Regions from separate parts of the Gossypium hirsutum genome. Here region 1 is linked to region 2. Evidence: chromatin contacts called from public Hi-C data. All regions are on one chromosome and are shown on one strand. Each heading gives the region's core, a stretch centred on a gene start, on an enhancer-like site or on the middle of the called end of the contact. The rest is flanking DNA. Distances are from core to core; before and after follow the strand shown.

Region 1 (6,981 bases), core at 3,752-6,251, 300 kb after region 2:
TAAAATAAGAAAAAGCTAAAAATAAGTTTATTTTCAACCCATTTAATCTGGAAATTATGAATTTAATTATTCTATTTTTTTTTAATTTTGAGATTTTAATCCTAACCTAAATAGTAGCATTTTAAATTGTTTGGTTAAATTCAATTACTAGTATAGTTTATACATTTACTCTATATTCTCATCATTCTAAATTTCTATCCTTCTTAAAATTTAAAATTTTAGTCTTAACGTAAATGATAGTCAGTTAATCTATTAATTGAGTTTTTAATAAGTAATATGTGAAAATAGTAAGCGGACATGATATTGCACAATTGAAAATATGTTTGCCACATCAAAATTTTGAAATTACATAACTAAACAAATTTAACAATTATCATCCGATAAAGATTGAAGTTTTTAAATTTGAAAGATATAAGGAGTAAATACGAACAGATTAAAGTACAAGGACCAAACTCATAACTTTGCAAAAGTATATAAACTAATAGTAAAATTTAACCGTGAGTAAATTTGCAATAAAGTAATAAAATATAAAATCGAGAAGTATCAATTAATAATTTATTAATTAAGAAAAAAGGGCAAAAATGGAAATTGAGGAAATTAATGGGGAAAAAAAAAACAAAGAAGAGTACCTCAACACATGTTGGTCCGGAATGCTGCTGATTCATGCGTTTGACCTTTTTTATTACTCGTCGGCCGATTACTCAGAATTCGCTGAACTGAGGTTACCCCGAGTCTGTTAATCAGATGTAAAACTTCCACACCACAAACAAGGAGCGTGGCCATCACTCCTTAAACAATAGACCAAAACGGTCGGCGTTGTTCACGCGCCGGAATTACGTAAAGCGAAACTGTATTACAGAGCAAAAAAACCGAAGTTCGTTGTTCCACTTGCAACAAATTTAACCCCTTTCAAAACAAATTTACAAAGCATTTTTTACCGAACAAATAACGGATAAATATATAGAGATGAAACGGTAAATCCATTTTACTGTTTTATTTATAAACTTTTCTTTCAACTTCATCTGGAAAAACAAAAGAAAAAAATAAAAAAGGATAAATGAGTGCTCCCTTCCCTCAGACTATTTTATTTATCGTTGTTTAAAACGGAGGGATCTGGGTCAACGGCATTAAGACCGTAAAAGCCATTACTATGTAGGGTTAAACATGTAATTAAGCACACGAAAGTCCGTCCGTCCCCACGAGCTGTTTTACTGTTAATAATAATATTATTTGTTGGGTTCTTGGTTTTTTTGGCTCTCTCTTCCTTTAAAGGCCTTGTTTTGTGCTTTTCCCTTCTCAGTTTGCTTTTTCTATTTCCTCTCCTTTTATCGTATCTCTTGCGCCGCTAAGGCACATAAAAACTGAGAAACAACCAACACATAAGAAAATTTTGAGGTAAAGTAGATATATTTAGGGTAGATTTCTAGGTTATAGGGATAGAGAGAAATGAGAACAAGGAGAGGGCTTTGTTATCCTAGAGCCGATGTTTGTGTTGATAAGATAGTAGTTAAACGGAGGGATTTCGCCGGATATAATATGGCTTGCCGGAAACGCCAAAGATTCTCGCCGGTGATTGCTGGAAACAGTGATTTGTTTGACGCTTTACCCGATGATCTTGTCATTTCCATACTCTCCAAGCTTAGCTCTTCCGCCTCTTGCCCTTCCGATTTCATCAACGTTTTGATTACGTATGCGCATCTTTTCACTGCTCTTTTACGTTTCTTGTTTCAAGACGGGAAAGATGTGATTTTTTTTTTAATGTTCTGAGGAATTTATTGGGTTTTTTTTGTGTGTGTTGTGTGAGAAACAGATGCAAGAGATTAAATAGTTTTGCACTTCAACCTTTGGTATTATCAAAAGCCTCTTCAAAATTGTTCGCCATTAAAGCTGAAAACTGGTCGGAGTCAGCTCACAGATTCTTGAAGTGTTGCGCCGATGCCGGAAATGTTGAAGCTTGTTACACCCTCGGCATGGTTAGTTTTTATTTTTCTTTACTGATTCTTGCAAGTTCCTTTTCAAGAATATAAACATTCTCTAACAAATGAAGTGTTCTATGATTTGCAATAGATTCGGTTCTACTGTTTGCAAAATCGAGGGAGTGGGGCTTCTCTTATGGCTAAGGCGGCGATTAGTTCTCACGCGCCGGCGCTTTACTCCTTAGCTGTAATTCAGTTCAACGGCAGCGGTGGCTCTAAGAACGATAAGGACCTTAGAGCCGGTGTGGCTTTGTGCGCCCGGGCTGCTTTTCTTGGCCACATCGATGCTTTGCGTGAGCTCGGTCACTGCCTGCAGGACGGGTACGGCGTCCGACAAAACATCACCGAGGGTCGTCGGTTTCTCGTCCAAGCCAACGCCCGAGAGCTTGCGGCGGGTTTATCATCAGCATCTGTTTCAAACATCGCTACGTGCTCTTGGCTCACCTGGAGCCCCCACCCGATCCCCCACCCGACCAACCGTCATCCGAACGTGCCGGGATGCCCGTTGCTGAGTGATTTTGGATGCAATGTACCGGCGCCGGAGGCTCACCCGGCGAACAAGTTCTTAACGGATTGGTTCGGCTCTCGGGACGGGATTCCCGGCCCGGGTTTGAGGCTATGCTCGCACGTTGGTTGTGGGAGGCCGGAGACGAGAAGACACGAGTTCCGCCGGTGTTCGGTTTGTGGTGCCGTGAATTACTGTTCACGCGCTTGCCAGGCGCTCGATTGGAAACTACGCCACAAAGCCGAGTGCGCGCCGGTAGAGCGGTGGCTCGACGAAGAAGGTGTCGGTGGCGACGGAATGGATGAAGTCATTGCCGAAAGCTAAAAATGGTTACGGCGATGTTAACGGCCAGGTTAATATATCAGTTTTAAGACGATATAAAAAAAAAGAAAAAAAAAGGGGTTAAAATGTAAAAAGAAAAAGAGGCCAGTTTTTTTCCCTTTATATATATATTTTTTGGATAAATTTGCTTTTATTATCTTAAGCATATAAACAGCTACAAATACAGTCTGATCAAAACCTTGACAGTGTTTTTGATAATTATACAGCAAAGCTCAGTTAAATGCATGATTAAGGCAGTTTAAGATGGCAGTGATTTATTTACCTCGTAGATTATGAAAATTGGAATTAAGCTGTCATTCTTTACTTGTAGGCATAGAACAAAATTAGGTAGGTGGATGGATGGGATGAATAACCAAACTACCATAAAATTCTGGTTTATAAACTGGCTTAACTTTAGGGTAAAGCTAAGAAGAAATACAATCTTCTTTTTTCCATAGGTAAATTCTTGGTGGAATATATGAGTGGGAGAGACATGCGGATGTTGCCTTCATTTTTCTTTTTTAATTATGAGAATGCCTTTTAATTTTATCTTCAACCAAAATTTTTTATTATCAAATTCATACTGCAGGGCATATATATATTATGATTAGAATATAGTGGTAAAGAGGTGGTCCAAGCCCAATCAATGGTATATATAGCAGAAAAAGGATTGAAAGCGTAGTGTACCTACAAAACATTGCATATATTTGACTTCCTTCTTCATCATCTAATCCATTTTCTTAACAACCCCCTTTTCTTTGTCTTAAATAATTAAGATTGTCACATCTGAGCAACCAAAATTTCATAGACTACGCACCCTTTGATGCATTTCTCACACCAATATCCCCCCGCCCCCCCCCCCCATTTTCTGGGCTTAAGCTATCTTTGCCTTGTATTTGTGGATATTCTCATTAACATAAATTTGCGATGACCAAACACGAAAAGATGGCAAACTAATTTACAAATCTTTCTATAATTTCGTGAATTTCAAGTTAAAAGCAGCTTCCATTCATGCGATAATTAATAATAACATCTTGTTTCTGATTCTAATTTCAACTATTCTCTGGTTTATTTTTTTTATACTCATCTTTATATGTTTTATTAAAAGACCCCGGGTATTGTGTTCATTAAATTTTGGGAAATCTTTTGCTTCAGCTGCTGCGCCACGGTTTAAGCATACTCAATACATTTCACATCCACAGATTTTCCTATAAAATTAATTATGCAATTAATTCTTTATGAAATTATCATTTTATCCTCTTATATATAACTATTAAAATGTAACAACAAATTATATGTTTTATGTTTAAATATTTTTTGAAGAATTATGTTTATAAATATTTACTTGACTTTAAAAATTTGAAATTACTAAAGATAAGTAGCAAAAATTAGATTGAAGGTAATGATTAATGCATCCAACATCTATGAATTTCAAGATATGGGTGAATGGTGAAACAGAATATACCAACTATAAAGCGATGATGATCGATTGAACATTGCTTTTGCCATCCCTATCTTCACTTACTCTCAACCTTTTCAGCCCATTAATGCATAAAAAATAATTAAAACAATCTAAATGGCTGTCCATCTAATTCTAGAATATACTTTCTAATCATTTTTATTATACATACCTTATTAAGTTTGTGTTATAACTTAACAAAATATCAATTTAATTGGAAAATATTAGAAATTTCTATTTTTGATACAATCTTTATTTTTACTAATAAACCTTTCTAATCGTTAAATCAAAGAAAAAACGTATTTAAGTGCATTCAAACTCAATCTGTAAAATATAATTTAAACAATAAGAAAACTAATCCACCGCTTTAAGATCAATCACTATCATATAACTTCTCATTAATACCCATTATTATAGGTTCTAATCATATCTGCTTTTTCTAACACAATGTCTAGAACTACCCATAACCCTTCCCTAATCCATAAATAGGAGGATAATGTGCTTCAGCGCACTCAAACTCACATCCTCTTACATTGATAATAATACCTATACCAACCAAACTAAGATTCATAGGCTATTTTTTTTATTTTTTAAAATATAAAAATTTTCACCTAATGTGACAATTTTTAATTAAATTTATACTCTTGAATAATATCTTATCCAAACCCATCCATTCGAGATGTAGTTCAAAATTTCTTTTATAAAATTATTGGGCCTTAGCCTAAGTTAGAGTCTAGAAGATTTAATGCAACCATTATAAGGGCTTTTGATCCCAAAGAACGCCTACCAGAAACTAGGCCGGGCCTACTGACAGCGATGGAGTTGTAGAGCTTTACCCCAAGTTAGGCTCTTCGATTACTCGTAACATTCTGCATCAGAGGTTTTCCCGATCTTTGCTTTCGACAAATTGAAGACCTTGGCTCTGCTAATCGCCACTTGAGATCTTCAAACAGGTTTTTTCTGTCACCTTGTTTTGTGCCTATTCTATTTGATTAGCTATCTAGTAATTCTTTTTTTTATAGTGTTTGTTTGTTGAACTTAGGGTTTCGGTTATTTGTGTTTTCCAGGAAGAAAATGGGGTTCATTATGGAATTTGCAGAGAATCTGGTGTTGAGGTTAATGGAGGACCCAAAAGAGAGGGATAGAAAATTCAGAGAACACGTTTACTCTATGAAGGATCGATGCGCAAAAACCAAGGAGATGTGGAGTTATCCACTGCGGCCTTATGGGTTTTGGACATTTGAGCGCCACAATGCTCAGCTCCGTTGGGATCCTCAGATTAGCCAAGTCCCCGGCCGCAGGGATCCTTATGATGACCTTCTTCAAGACAGTTATGCGTCTTCCTCCAAACGAAACTGAGGTTTCTTTTTTCAACTCATTCTGGGATTTTGTTTATGCTTCTATTAAATTATTCGTGGGCACCGGATTTTGAGAATCGTATATCTACTCTAAGATTTGGGTTTTACTGGTTCGATCAGCACATTGAAGTTTCAGGAATTTAGATTTTAGAGTTTAGACTTTAGTTTGTTGGTATGAAGTTTTCTTGATTTAGCTTAGGTCTGAAGCTCTGATTCATTTGAGGTAAAAGTTTATTCTTATCGAAAATTTTACACTTTTATCATACTTCAAAACTAATTTAGTATTCAGTGGTTCCAAGATAGTAGTAGAGCTTGAGTAATACCAAGTGTTGTTTCTAAATTGAAGGACTTGCGCTGGTGTTTTAATGGTTAAATCACCATCTTAGACTTGCTAATGATTACCATTTGCATCTTATTTAAGTGAAGGTGTAAAAATTTGCATCAGACTTTAACCTGGATTTGTAGGCAAACTGTTTACCCATCGACAATTGACACTGCAGGGATTAGAATATGTTGCTTCCACAAAAGTGTTAGAAGTGATGCAAGCTAATAATTGCCAAATGAAATCCTTTTTTGTGTTTTATTTAGTCACCTCTGCAACAGTGACAATGGTGGAGTTGTGACAAGTCATGAAGCAATGGAGACACTGAATGAAAAGTGAATTTACAATTTCATATTTTCAATCTTGAGAGTAATTTCTAATAAGGTTTCCATTGATGTAGGAATCAGAAGCCATTAGCAGATGGTTTGGAGCTTGATCTACAAATGGGAAGTGGACATTGAAACCCTTTTTACTGTTTGTTTGAATTTATTTTCAATTGTGCTACAAAAAGATTCTGCTTGTTTTGTAGTCTACTTTTGAACATTTGAGTTGGGACACTGGTTTATGAATGAAAATAAATTGTCCATGTAACTCAATGGGTAAGACTTGTAAGGGAAATAAAGACTCTGTGTTGGTGAATATTTGCTTGTTTAGCCATCTTGTTGTTGCCTTGTATTGGGTAAGACTGGTTTTGAACATTTATGTTGCTGTTGTCTCTCCTTTCTTCTTCTAATTAAGCCACCCCTTATTTGGGAGAAGTAGGAGTGTGCAGTTGATTGGTTTGAGTTTTATATCAAAAACCAAATAAACTGACACTCTTTTAAAATGAATCGGCACCACATGACTGGATTGAGCCTTGTCAACGAGAAGCATTGTTGGTTAAGACGAAGTTTTGGGCTTTTGAGTATCTAAATTTGAGTCTTAGCATGTGCAAAATTGTAACATGTGGGTCTCTACTCTCTAGTCCCGAAATGTGCAACTATGTCATAGATGGGTTCTATTCTGTACTTTTTCTGTTGTGCTTGTACTAGTTTGATTCT
Region 2 (7,257 bases), core at 545-3,044:
AAAGCATTTGCCTTGCCTTTTCTTTCTTTCTTTCTTCTTTTTTTATATATGTTTTCACTTTGTTTTTACTAAACGCCGTTAATAAATAGGAAAGATAAAACAGAGTTTTCATTTTGGATTAACAAAGAAAGCAATAATGAGGTACTGGAGTTTCTAAAAATGGGGAAACATCTCTTGTTTTTGCGGCTCAGATTGAAACATCATTTTCTTCCTATCTTCTACCTTTATTATGTGAACTTGTTTTAACTTTAGAAAGAAAAAAAAAAGAAGGTAAAGTGCGTTTTTTTTTTGTTATGGTTCCTTTTCTTTTCTTGTTTTCTGGGGAAAATAAATGGAAACGACTGCGTTTATGTTTGTTAAAAGGGTTCCTTTTTATTATTTTTTACCTTGTATTTCTGGCTGAAAGCTGAGAAGAATTTATCAAAACATTAAAAGGAAAACGATATGACGAATGATATCTAAGAAGGGGACCAAATACTTTCTACTTTTTTAGTAAAAATGAATATTTTAGTTTATATGTTTGTTCTATTTCTGTTTCAATGCAAAACTTCATATATATTGTATGGAGAAAAAATTTGTGAGTAGAATTTCTTTTTTGTTTATTTTTTTGGTTGACATGTATGGTATTTGTTGATTGGTTTTAATGGTTCTCGTGGGGGTTCAAGTAAAAATGGTTGTCGGGATAGCTTTTTATACATCAGTAAATTGTTGAATTTATGGTAGATATTTTTTGGTACAAGAATTTATGGTAGATTAGGGTTTCATTGAATTTTGTTTTGTACAGTAGTTGTGGGTCTGAGTCAGGGACCTACTTTGCAAGATTTCCCAGATAATTGAATTGGAATTATTGAAAGTGTTAGAGTGTTTTTTAGACTAGGTTACTTGATTAAAACGTGAATCCTTTTATTTGTTTAATTTTTGGGTTCCTCTACTTGGACTTTGTTACTGCTTCTTAGAATTATTGAAGATAGTGGGGCGAGCAGAGAGAGAGAGAGGGAGCTGCTTTGTTAAAGAGGCTAGACCGGGTAGTTATTGTTGGATGGGTTAATAGATAAGCTAAATTCTTCTAGATTTTTGGTGGTGGAATTTACTGCTGATGTTGAAGGTTTATGGAACACTACTATGTTTTTACTTGGGGTTGAAGATCAGCTTACATTCGTACAAGACTCGTATAGAGAGACAGTTTGGAACTATGGTGTCAGTTTGTTTGCGTTAGCAATAATGAATGGATGAGAAAAAAGCTCTACTACTATTCTAGTTCGAATCTGCAAGGTCCAATATAACATACTTTTTGTCGTTGCTTAAGCTCTCTTTTCTGTTGGATATTGATATCTGCATAAAAAAACGCTCGGCTTGAGAAGTGATTGCTTTGTTTAGTCGAACCTCTCTACTACCCTGGTTGCGATTGTTTTGCTAAGTGGATTTGAAGTGGCATCAACAAACCCTTTTTAGTTTAAACTTGGGGAAGGAGTGGACTAAATATTGTTTCGTTGAAGTGGATAGAAAATTTTCTAACTTGTACCACTCTAGATCTGAGAAACAGAGAGGGTTGGACTTTGATGCTGTTAGATTTAGAGGTAAGTTTTGAACTTGATATGCAGGGATTAATTTTTGTTTATCAGTTGTTTTGCGGGCTATGTGTCTATAAGGATTCTTTGAATGGTCTGCTTCATATATAAGGTTACTGAATTTAGGATGATTGAAATTCTTTTCGTTTATTTCCTTAATGAATTGAGCAAACCTCTAGGTTATATTTTAGGATCTGTTGACAAGTGGCTTGGCTTTTATATGAAGAAGATTGTTTGAACTGTTCTGTGAGTTCTATCTCTCTCATGGACTGGAATGCCAAAACCCCGTTGCAATGGGAGTGGGAGAACCTAATGATGTTAAATGCGACACCAACTGAAATTCCAAGGAAGCTAAGATCGGCAGAGTGGGATATTGAGGGCGAGGAAGAGCTGGACTCTGGGTCTCTCTATTCTTCTGGTGCTGCTGCTGGAGGTAGTGGTGGTTCTGGATCAGATTTGGGCCTTATTTCTTTGTCTAAAAGTTCGAAATCGGCATCCATTAATTCTTCATCTGCGGGAGAGGTAAAAGTGACCACATTTACTTTGGAGGCTTTTGAAGCTATACCACATGAAATTAGCAACAAGAAAAAGGTTTCCAAGGTTGAGCACACCGGTAGTTCCCCAATATTTGAGGCTTCAGTTGGCTCTGGTGAGCCATTGCTCAGTTTAAAGCTTGGCAAGCAAACATACTTTGAAGATGTTTGCACAGGAAGCAATTCAAAGACTTCATCTTATTCAGCCACTCCTGGACCATCCCCTTCCCCGGCAAAGAGATCCAAACCCAATTGTCAGACAAAACATATTCTGCGTTGCCAAGTCGAAGGCTGTAACCTTGACCTTTCTTCGGCTAAGGATTACCATCGGAAACACAGAGTTTGTGAAAGTCACTCAAAGAGCCCTAAGGTTATTGTAGGTGGTCTGGAGCTCCGGTTCTGCCAGCAGTGTAGCAGGTAAAATATTGTTTTAATTATCTTAGTATTGAAGACTTGAATTTCTTAGTTGATGGTAGTGATTTGATTCTTTACTACTGAACTTGTGATTCTATCTCATTATGAATGTTGAAATCATAATTTTCATTCATGATGTCAAAGGTTCCATGCTCTGTCAGAGTTTGATGAAAAGAAGCGAAGCTGCCGCCGGCGTCTTTCTGACCACAATGCAAGGCGCCGCAAACCACAGACAGATGCAATCCACTTCAGTGCTGCAAGGCCTTCACCAGCAGCATATGGTAATGGTTTCAGACCCAAGTTTGATATGTTTTCATTCATATAATTTTTGCTATATGCTACCATCTCAAGAATAGACTAAGACACTTTATTTTTTCCCTTTTCTTTTACCTCTCAAATTATGGAGTTGAGTTATTTCATTAACCAAGTCAATCTGGATTTTTTTCATTTTATTTAATCAAGATGTTCTTTAATAAATGGTACTTGGTTCTCTATGGTAATACAATATCTTAATATATGCTGCATTTGGTTGAAAAAATGATGTCAGTAATATCTTGACTGATTCCTTAACTGAGTTTTATCTTGACATGTTTATCTCTTTTAAAACAATAATACCATCAGGGGCATCCTCAAGCTTTTCTGTGTTCTTTTTCCACTTTAATCTGTAAATCTATAATAGACATTATTGAATTCGCAACTAATTATATATAATGGAAAAGACATAGTTTATGCAAAATTTGGCAATTTATATACCTGAAATTGCCTTAGTTATAAAGTCTACAGTGTCCAAAATGTCTATTATGCATATGCTTCTTGAATTCCTATCATGCAGTTCTTGATATTTGTATGCCATTTAGATTAAAGGTGATGATGGTCTGGTTTGAATCGGTTTTGGAAAATAATTGCGGTTACCTTTTAGTATTTTGGTTTTAAAAAAACTAAACCAAAACCAAACTGAATATCAAATGCAACTGAACCAAACTGAATTCCATCAGTTCGGATCTTTGGTTTTTAAAAATTTTTAAAAATTATTTTTATATACTTTTTTGAACTTACTTTCACTAATTTAGATATGATATGTTTTTAATAGTGTATAAAAAATGGGAAAATATTTGGTACACTGCCAGTGGAGTTTTTAGACTCCACAAGCAGGGATAGGGGTTGATAAGTGTCCTGTAGGGGTATGGTAAAATATTTAAAATATATATATTTAAAAAAAGAGACACATGTCAATTTTTTAAGGTTGCTTGTGGAATAAAAAAGGTACACTGCCATTGTACCACATACTCATCCAAAAAATTAGAAACTAATTATGAATTAAATAAAAATAGAATTCGGTTCGATTTGGATGAAAGCAAGATATTGGTTTTTTATCTTGTAAATTGAAAACTGAACCGAACCAAACCAAACTGAATATATTTAAATAATACCTGAACTGAAATTGAACTGAACACTATGATTCAAATTGATTTTTGGTTTTCTCAATTTTTTTCTTTTTTTGCTGTGTTCTAATTTAGATTTCCACCAAGATATTATGGGAAATCATGCATATTGCGTTTTTATTTTTTCCTTTAATTTAACATGATCAAATAGTTTTGGGAAAGCTCAGCACTATATTTTGTTGGATGTTATGCTTCTAATATAGTTGCTGTTCCACCCTTAAAGTTAGAAGTCATATGCAATTTTGTTTGTTAGCATCTCTTAAAGGTACCATCTTGTGCTCATGCTTGTGCAGATGGGAAACAACTGATGAGTTTTGTCTGGAATAAAGTGCCATTTCTTCATAATGCTAGGCCCAATGAAAATTTTACATGGGAAGGCACATTTGTCTCCAAGTCCTCTGAAACGAAAGGTTATGCACCTACAAAAGCGGGAAATGCAAATGGACAGCTGCAACTGCCAGGCAACCAGCTGTTGAATTCCATGACATCTCGGTGTTACGATTCCAACAGATTCCTGCCTGTAAAGGGCAAGCAAAACACAGTTGAGGTTCTCAACCAAGGTTCGTTTTGTTTTTCTTACTAGGAAATAAGATATATCTCATATGCAGTTGGTTTTTTATTGTTACAAATGTACTTCTACACAAATTTACTTTTTAAAGCACCTAGTAATGTAACAAAATGCCCTCAAGAATGCTCTCTTTATAGGTGAGATTGTTCGTGTAACCTTGAATCCTCTGCATTATGCAGATTTATGCTATCACATTCTAGATTTTGTCCATGGAAAATTGTGCTGTCCATTTTCCTTGGAACATATATATATTTATATCATTCATTTTTCATAAAATAGTGGAGGGACAAATAAGGGTGCCTTTTCTTTTTCTCTAAAGCCTTTGTTGTGACAGTGCAAGCTGACAACTATTAGAACTAGAAATTACCTTTCTTGTCCGGCTTCTTTGAGCTAAAGGATGTAAATGGTCATATGATATCTTTACTGCTGAAGTATACCCCTGAACCACCAATCCTCGTAGCCCTTTAGATGTGTTTGATGATGAAAAATATTGTTCTCTATGGAGTGGTCCATGAACATTAAAGTGCCATGGCTGCCCTCCATGGGAAATTGGGGTAATGCTACTTGAGGTCTTTGGCTTTTTTGAAAACCTTTCTGGAATGTGATTACATAAGTTCAAAACGAAGACGTATGATAAAACAAATATTGCAGTCTAAGAGACGTGTGTTATTGATCCTTGATAAGTCTCATGCTTGTTAAAGATGATATGGTCTCGTAACTAAACTGATTTACAAGCTTACACAAGTTTTGTGAAATCTTGTAGGTGTAGAAGAATCCACAGTTGCTTCAAATATGGGTACGACGCAAGATCTTCATCGTGCTCTCTCTCTTCTGTCAAATGAGTCTTCGGTTTCTTGTGAGCCAAAACAACATGGTTCACTTGCGTACCCTGTGCATGTTAGTGGTAGCAGCATGTCTCAGCCCACGATGAATGTGATTTCGCAGAGTTTCCCCATTCCATATGCCTTATCTGAAAACTGGCAGATGGAACAAGAGCAGACTACTCAATCCCAAGTTGAGGGTGACAACCATCTTCAAGAGTTTCAGATTCTCAAGGTTCCATATGATAATAGCTTTTATTCCAATCAGATGAATTGATTGCCACAAATCTTAAACTTTAATTTTTAACTTGGTAAGGTTCACACGTTGAAGATAATGTAATTTTTCCTGATCCTATTTTAGTCAAATTTACTCTTTTAAATAATGCGTGCAGCTGGAATTCACGGGGGTAAAAGCCATATGCTTCATTTCCTTTGTTTTTCTTTCTTTCTTTATTTTATTTATTTTATTTATTTTGCTTAAAAATGCCATGTAATGTTATGGGATGGACTACAATGATTTAGTAGGGCTGAGCAGGGAAATTAAGAAAATAAAAAATTTATTCGTGTCTCATTTTATTTTGATGTTGTTATTATTTAATGCATTCCCCCGGGGGTATAAAAATAATACACAAAAAATTACACTAGGGAACGTGGGTGTCATCACACTAGCAGGCAGAACTATTTAAACTCTACCATCAATCATTACTTAATAATTTCGTGGGAAAAGAACACATGTATAATTTTTTTTAAAAACACCAAATGGAGTAAAAAAAATATTCTTTTGATGCGGCTTATTGGTGACATTGGTGTTAAATTTAAAAAAAAGGCCTGACAAAAAAAAAATTTAAGAGTGAAGAAAAAAGATGGTGTCACCGACGTGTTAAACGGCATCAGTTTTAAAATTTTGAAAAAGTTTACCATTAAAAATGGGTGCTGCCACGTTGCAAGGTGGCACCACCACCTTATAAATTGTCTCATTCCTCGGTCAAAAAACGGTTTCCATTGTTTAATAGAACAAAAGAAGAAAAAAGCTTGTTTAACAAAACGAGATAGAAAAAAGAGTTTGTTTAACAAAACGAAAAAAAAAAGAAGAGCTGCTAGAAATCAAAATTAAAGATCAACATATTTGCTTTTCATTTTAGACTTCAAAAATCATGTTTGAGTTGATAAGGTTAGTTTGTAATTATTTTTATGTAATTTTATTTTATATTGATAATTAGTAGTATGAGATGCAAGTTGTTTGATAAAAAGTTTTTCTTTTGTTGCTTTAAAATAGTATGAATTGATTTAATAGGAACTAATATATATATTAATTTTTAATTTATTTTACATATTAGTATTGAAGATGAATTACCAATATTTCATATACATCCATTTTGATGGGTAATTTTCAAACAGAAGTTGGTTGTATATTTGAATCGTGCCATAAAATAAGATTGAGGTTTAACAATAGTGTAAAACTTGATGAAATGAAACAAAAGATTAGTGCAAAAATCGCTTGAAGTTGTGGGAGGAAGATGTCCAGACTACTCTACAAATTTCTATTTTTGTCAAATTCGTGCAAATATAGAAAGATGGAACTTGTAGAGGATGATGACGTGGAGACCGTGATCGAACTATATTGTTCGTTTGGTAACGTTGAACCAGTTGAGTTGTCCATTGAGTTAGCGGATGCTGAGCCCGTTCAAAATGTCGCTCCATTAAATCAACAATATGAAGTTCATAACCCGTATATAGAGGTTTCAAGAGTGTCTACCACTAGGCGATTTTCTACACACGGATTTGACTTTGATCTGAATGTTGGGTGGGTAGAACTATGCGATTATGGAGTGACATCAACATGGGGCGACAATTCATACGATGCTCCTAATGTGTATAATAACCCTAATCCAGGTCCCTATTTACAGATAC

The links. A called contact is a pair of places that touch in the nucleus more often than the background predicts.
Region 1: a contact with region 2 is called in a Hi-C map of leaf, with 2.5 times the contacts expected there. The contact joins the promoter of LOC107909843 here to the promoter of LOC107909863 in region 2. A contact is called at or near these places in 7 of 34 Hi-C or Micro-C datasets (callus, hypocotyl and leaf).

What each region holds. Positions count from the first base shown.
Region 1 is chrD02:56,999,025-57,006,005 of Gossypium_hirsutum_v2.1, forward strand. LOC107909843 reads left to right here and starts at 5,002. Exons shown (of 3, transcript XM_016837525.2): 1 at 5,002-5,214; 2 at 5,329-5,621; 3 at 6,349-6,580. The coding sequence starts at 5,336. The coding sequence ends at 5,620. It overlaps LOC107909844 (F-box protein At1g67340), which reads left to right and starts at 481. Exons shown (of 3, transcript XM_016837526.2): 1 at 481-1,688; 2 at 1,811-1,973; 3 at 2,068-3,048. The coding sequence starts at 1,447. The coding sequence ends at 2,805.
Region 2 is chrD02:56,699,676-56,706,932 of Gossypium_hirsutum_v2.1, forward strand. LOC107909863 (squamosa promoter-binding-like protein 2) reads left to right here and starts at 1,795. Exons shown (of 4, transcript NM_001327025.1): 1 at 1,795-2,518; 2 at 2,660-2,796; 3 at 4,251-4,517; 4 at 5,289-5,633. The coding sequence starts at 1,833. The coding sequence ends at 5,623.